Regions from separate parts of the Mus musculus genome. Here region 2 is linked to region 1. A link is a contact called in public promoter capture Hi-C data. All regions are on one chromosome and are shown on one strand. Each heading gives the region's core, a stretch centred on a gene start, on an enhancer-like site or on the middle of the called end of the contact. The rest is flanking DNA. Distances are from core to core; before and after follow the strand shown.

Region 1 (3,288 bases), core at 479-2,978:
TGGTTGGTAAGACAGCTTGACTTACCAACTATCTTAGAAAGTTTAGTGGAGGCAGGTCATATTTTGCCATGGCAGTCCTTGGTAGGACAAGCCCAGGCTGGAGGTAATAGCTTGGGGGCCTGTGGCTATGGTGGTGTGGCTAGTGGACATAGATGGCTTTGTGCTTAGGTGGTAGAAGAGCAAGTTGTCTGTCAGAAGAGGATTGGAAGTTACAGTTTGCTTTCTGTTGCTGTGCTACATAACACAGCCACAACAACCTGGGGGAGAAGGGGTTTATTTCACCTCACAGACCATAGTCATTCATGAGGAGGCTGAAGGCAAGAACCTGGGGGCAGGAGTGAACTTGCTTTCCCCCAGCTTTCTTACAGAGCCTAGACCCACTTGCTTTAGTCATGGCACTGCCCACAGTAGGCTGGTTTCTTCTGCATCAATTGGTAATCAAGAAAATGTTCTACAGACATGACCAAGGGTCAAGTTGACAAAACTGACAAGTTTTGCAAAGGTCTTTTTCTCATTCTGATCAATGGCTGGTGGTTGTGGATTCAAAGCATGTACCCTGAAGCTACATTGCCCGGGGTCAAGGTTGCCCCCTCTCTTTTCTCCTCTCTTCTCTCACTGTCCCTGTCCTCCTCTCTCCTTCCCCCCTCTCTGCCTCCTCCTCCTCCCTCCCACCTCTCTAGATTACTTTTGTGCCTCAGTTTCCTTACTTTGAATATAAGCATCATAATATGGGTTCATGGAGACTTAAGGATTGAAATGGGTGAGGAAATACTCCAAAAAGTATCTGATATAGAGCACGTGCTTTACACAGATCATCTGTTGGTATTATTCACAGGTAGATTTGAAGGAGTCTAGGGAACCCTTGAGTCTGGGAGCCGGATGGTGTGTACGTGCAAGTCAGCGGGGGCCTCCCTCTAAGAGGTCCCAGAGCTCAGTGCAGTGGTTTTCAATCTTGCCACACACATAGCAACCACTGCAGGATTTTCTTTTCACCTTGTGTTCTTTATGTTTTTACATTATTTTAGTTATTTCTGAGAATTTCATGTGTGAATACTGTATATCATTTTTACCCCACTCTCTCCCTCCAACTCCTGTGTCCCCACTTGAAATTCCTGACCTCTTTTTCTTGATTATTATTACATATATTGCATGTACATGTGTGTACATAAATACATCGTGCTGAGTCATGTAGTGTTACTGTCTCTATGTGTCTGTGTGCTGACTGTTTGCGATTGAATAGCCTATCAGGGGCTCATCCCCTGGAGAAGAAGAATGATGTTGCTTCTCTTAGCAACCATTATTTTCCTGTAGCTCTTCCTCTAGGTGTGGGGCCTTGTGAGACTTACCTCGTCCACATTGGATGTCAATTGGCAGTCTTTATGCAGATCTTGTTTGAGCAAATATATTGTTAAGATTTCATGGGTACAGCTCCCTGTGGTAGAAGATACTATTTTGAAGTGAATCTTAGTTTTTCTGTCCCACTCCCACGCCCTTTTAGGGTCTCTGACCTCTTGTGCGTGTTCCCTAAGCTTTAGTTGTAGGAATTGTGCATGCATTGAGGATGGACACCCCTCACTCAGTGGTTCTCTGCATGTGATGTGAACTCCTTCAGTCCCATCAGACTGCGGTTGGTCACTTCCAAGACACAAGTGCCACTATTGCATCCTTGGGGCTACCTTGCCGTGCAGGTCACTACTGTGTCGACAGCGTCCACAGCTGGGTGAGACTGTTGATTGCTTTTCTCCTTGGCAGCTTGTGTAACACCTTTTGGTGTTAGCTCACCGTAAGGGAGGAGGGTTCAAGGTCAGTGCCAGCTCAGGTTTCTATCTTACACATGCAAAGTGTGTGGTGTCTTCACCAATAGGTGCTTAACTTTCAAGTTCTGGGAGGCAACCAACGGTAACAGCAATACCCTGCATTGTTTTGGGAGTCAACTTAGACCCCCCTAACCAATAATTTGAAGGGAGGTTTCCCTTGCCTGGTACTAGGGTTTTTGTTAGTCTGTTAGTCTATGGCTCTTGGGAGGAACATTACCACTTTAAGTACCCCCTAGATAAAGGCCCCACACACACACACTCCTTTTTCCCATTTTTGTTTTATGGTACCTGGTCTTACTGTTCCCCTTTCTAGGGCCATACCCCCTTTTACTTTCTGTGGTTACTCCAGGCTATACACCCACTTGTAAAGATTTCAAACTAATATCTGCAAATAAGAGCAAACATACAGCCACTCTATTTCTCACAGTGCTAGAGTTATTCACAGTGACAGGGTTTACTCATTGACATATTGTGTGGTTTTGTGTCCTTTGTGCTTAGACAGGCAGAGTGGGCACTTAGAAACCAGTTTTTGAGGGGCTGGAGAGATGGCCTTGCAGAGGACCCAGGTTCAATTCCCAGCAACCACATGGCAGCTCACACCTGTCTATAATTCCAGTTTCAGGGCTTCTGACACCCTCAGACATCCATACCGGGAAAACACGAATACATATAAAATGAAATTTGTATGTATGTATGTAGACACACACATATTAAAATGGCTATTTGTGTTTTAGTTTAACCCAAAGGACAGTAGTTCCTTTAGCCATCTGCCTTGCAGCTGCCCTAATGGAGGTGGCAAAAAGGAGAGGTCCTTGTAGTCATTCTATAGGGATGGGAGTTGGAGGAGGGAGGAAGCAGAGCCATCTGGTTGGGCCTCATGTTTGGTGACTCTTGCTCCTTGGGTATTAGCTATACTGAGAGACAAAGAGCGAGGACTTCTTGCTGTGTGGATCCTTCCTAAAGCTTACCAGCCATCCAGTCTAGGGTACAGGTGGGGTGTCCTAGAGAAAGGGTGTGTGTCTTGGCATCTGGACTTGGGCACAGAGTTGACTACATGAGCTGGGCAGCTCATGGGTAGCCTTGGTTGGGGGCTGGCTTGATGTGAAGCTGCACACTCTCTCTTCGTTTCTGTCCTCTTCTACCCAGTGAAGCTGTTACTTCAGTTACCCTGAGCTGCTTCTCCTATCCCCACACTCCTTGCTCCCTCTCTGCTGCTTTCTGCATAGGCTGACTTCTATTTGCTGATGTCAGCCGTCATTTCACCCAGTTTGTCTGTCTCCTTCAGCTGGGGGCTGCTTCCTGTTGAGCAGGACAAGGCTGACTGTGGGGCTAGGTGAGTCAGCTGGCTTGAGAGTGTACTTAGGTGGGTTCCTGAAGGAACTTTAGAAGATCATAGCCATATGTGGGAGAGTGGGTGTGAACAGATGTGGGTGTGAACAGATGAGTATGAAAGCCAAGGATCAGGCTCAGC
Region 2 (3,288 bases), core at 302-2,801, 2.8 Mb before region 1:
TTGGAGCAATGGGCACGAGCGATTCAGAAGCACAAGGTGATAGAGGGGGAGGAGCTGGCTCTGTGCTTGACTCCACCTCTGGTTCCAGATCCTCAGATGGGATCACGCCATTGGGCTCATGAGTTTCAACCTTGTGAGGCACCAGGGCCGTGGAAACCTGGAGAGGACTGGAAGAGAACTCAGATTCTGGAATGGGTTTGCTGAGTGTCACTTCTACTTCCAGTATGGGTTCGGCAAGAGTGGGTTCTGGAGAGAGGCAATACGGCTCCCCAGTTTCACAAGAGATAGGGGTCGATTCTTCTACAGACATTGGTATCATCCCTGTTGTCATAGTGTCCCCAGGAATAGAGAGGACTCCAAGATTAGACTCAGACCCCGGCTCCAAAATTGGGGGTGGTGATGGGGTTGGAGAAGGCGACGAAGGCTGAGATTCTGTGCCAGGGCTATGCTCTGGGCCAGGCAGTCCTGGCCGCCCCCCAATGGCTGCTCCCTGCGACCGGTCATCTGCAGGAAGAATGGATGCATGACAGCAAGTCCTTCACTGTTCTTGTTCTTCCTCTTAGTGAAGCTTACTTCCAATTTAACAAAACACATCCCAACCTTCTCCCACCTTGGCTGTTCTCACCCCTCATCCAAACAGTGCAACTTCAAACCCACTACAGGACACCTAAGTCATTCTCTGGTACTCAGTTTGAATCACTCCTTCAAGTGTAAATCCTCACACTCCCCACTTCCCCCGTAAAGGTTGTGCCACTGCCTTCCTTACCTGGCCGGATAATGACAGCAACCTGAGGCGACTCCCCATTGGGTTGAGGCTCCAGACTGCCTCCCGTCTGCAGGACACAAAGCGTTATAAGTTTGCACTGAAGAGTTCCACACCCTTCTCTACTAGAGTCATTTCTACTTTAGCTCTGCCTAGAAATCCAGGAAAGCAGGGAAATGGGAAACAAACCCCTAAGGTGAAGGGAAAGATCAAGTGACTTCGGAATCTAGGGCAGAATAGCTGTCCAAACCAAGGTATCACTCAAAGATATGACAGTACCTGGGGAGGAGTGGGTGTGGAGGCAGTGCGGGCCCCAGACATGATCTCTTCTGTGATATCCTTCCCTCCTTGGTTTGGGTCTCGAATTCGGATCTGGGGAAAAAAAGCTATAGGATGAGTGGGAAGCAGAAGAAGCCCACCTCTCCACCCTGCCCCTCCTAACACTCTGGGCCAACCTCCCACCCCTACTGGGAAGCAGGTGGGTGGGTGCCAGAAACCCCATGAGTTCTACTGTCAACCCATCCGGCTGCTCTTGTAGTCGCTGCCCTAGCCCCCACCCCAAGACTCTTGACCTCACAGAGCAGCCCAGTACATCACAATGCCCCTCCCTCCCTCCCCTCTACCCACCAGCAATCCCTAAGTCAATAGCCAAACACCCTAGGCCTAAAGACCCCCATCAAACATCCGGCTAGCTCACTTGTGGCTAGTCGGTCTGATCTCTAGGGGTAGGGCCCAGATGCAGTGGGTGGAGCCAGGGTGACTCAGCGGCTTCCCCAGCCCTGGCACCCTATTCTGGGCACCGTGCCCAGGGCTTGAGGACTGAGCAGAGGCGGAGGCCTCCAGAGCTTCCAGGACCAAGGAGTTAGGAGCACAGAAAACAAACCATTTCCAAAGCTAACCACCAGCATCCCCAAAACAACCACACATCTTGTGAACCTACTAGAGCCCAAGTCTCTTGGGTCTTTCCCTGCTGCCCAAGTCGTCTTCTGAGTTCTTCTACAGAACAATCCCCTTACAAGGGACTTCTCCACAGACCTTACTCTCTGCTTACATTCAGGTCTATGAAGTTTTGCTCCCACAAGCGCAACATTCCAGCCAACAGCAGACCATGAGTGTCCCTTTCCAGGTATCCCAGAGCTCCTAGCTGCTACTTACAGTTTTCCGTTCCCTCTTAGGAGCAATCTGGGGTGGCTGGTTCATCAAAACTGGGGCAGGAGCCACACTAGCAGGAAACTGCTGCACACCTTGGGCTGGGTAATAGGCTCCAGCTTGGGGGAAGAAGGACAGAAAAGATTCGTGACAGCCTCAAGATCCAAACATATACTAATATGCGTTTGAACACCTCCCACTGCAGAACCTCTCATCATACACAGCCGGCCCCTTGCCCTGCCCTGCCCGCCTCCCCAGGGAATTAGGTGTCTGTCAAAGCAGGGGAACCAGTTTGAACTGCATTTACAAGAATTCCTCACAGATACACACACCTTATAGGAAGGAACTCCTTCCTCTCTACACTAGCTACCAAGTACCTGTTCTACCCCACAAGACATTCATTCATACACGTGTGTGTGTGTGTGTGTGTGTGTGTGTGTGTGCGCGCGCGCACACACGCACGCACACACACACACATCCCAACCCAGCAACACACATGCACACCCTCAACTTGAGACACAATTAGCTCTTTGGCAGGGAATGAACAGGGTTTTCCAAATTGTCCCACTTAAGCTGACTCAAATTCCTAACTCGGCCCTTTGCAAGGGGCAACCATAACAAAAAGTAACATCCAGCTTAGAGAAATAAAAATTCCCTAAAGCAATTGTTTCCAAAGCGGGGTAAATTTGTAGCTCATCCCTAGTTCCCACTTATTCCTTTTGAAAGTATCAATGGTGGTTATATGTTTAATCACACACACACAACTATACATATACATATACATAAGATCTTCCTGATGGGAAATTTTTTTTAAAGATACTGCTGCAAGCTTAGCATGCTAACATATGCTTGTAATTCCAGCAATTAGAGGCAGGGGGAACACTGCAAGTTTAAGACTAGCCTGGTTTACATGACAAATTTCAGGCCAAGTTAGAACTACCTAAGACTGTCTCAAATAAAGCCAATAAAAGCCGGGCGTGGTGGTGCATGCCTTTAATCCCAGCACTCGGGAGGCAGAGGCAGGTGGATTTCTGAGTTTGAGACCAGTCAAACCCTGTCTCGAGGGAAAAAAAAAAAAAAACCACAAAATAAATAAAGCCAATAAAGTTCACAGAGTTTTTTCTTTGAACATAAATGAGAACTAGCTACAAAAACCACTCAAATCCACATTACTGTCTCCCAACTATGAAAAGAAAGCCCATGTAAAGTTCACTAACTTGGCTTTCAGGTCAGAGCCTGTATGTCTTTCAGTATATTTTTATTATGTGTCTATGTGGAGGTATGTCTCTGTGAGGTATCCAGAAGGTCCAGAAGGGTTGGATCCACCAAGAGTTGAAAGTTGCAGACAGCTGTGACCTGCCTAACACGGGTGCTGG

What was found. Promoter capture Hi-C pulls out the DNA fragments that hold promoters and counts their contacts.
Region 2: a contact with region 1 is called in a promoter capture Hi-C map of liver, with 2.9 times the contacts expected there. The contact joins two enhancer-like sites. A contact is called at or near these places in 4 of 39 promoter capture datasets (frontonasal cranial neural crest, hippocampal neurons, liver and 1 more) and 1 of 9 other capture datasets (adipose tissue).

What each region holds. Positions count from the first base shown.
Region 1 is chr16:17,882,806-17,886,093 of GRCm38.p6, reverse strand. The region is part of intron 1 of Dgcr2 (DiGeorge syndrome critical region gene 2); the gene reads left to right. Among named protein-coding and RNA genes, the nearest start is that of Dgcr2, 7.3 kb to the left of the region's middle. Within about 2 kb of position 1,728, at least 11 of the 459 cell types and tissues checked have an H3K27ac peak or open chromatin away from gene starts, as enhancers often do. A contact at or near this core is called in liver, where this site is marked.
Region 2 is chr16:20,676,429-20,679,716 of GRCm38.p6, reverse strand. Eif4g1 (eukaryotic translation initiation factor 4, gamma 1) reads right to left here. Exons shown (of 33, transcript NM_145941.3): 7 at 1,919-2,031; 8 at 1,043-1,135; 9 at 767-833; 10 at 1-504. Among named protein-coding and RNA genes, the nearest start is that of Eif4g1, 5.3 kb to the right of the region's middle. Within about 2 kb of position 1,551, at least 97 of the 459 cell types and tissues checked have an H3K27ac peak or open chromatin away from gene starts, as enhancers often do. A contact at or near this core is called in liver, where this site is marked.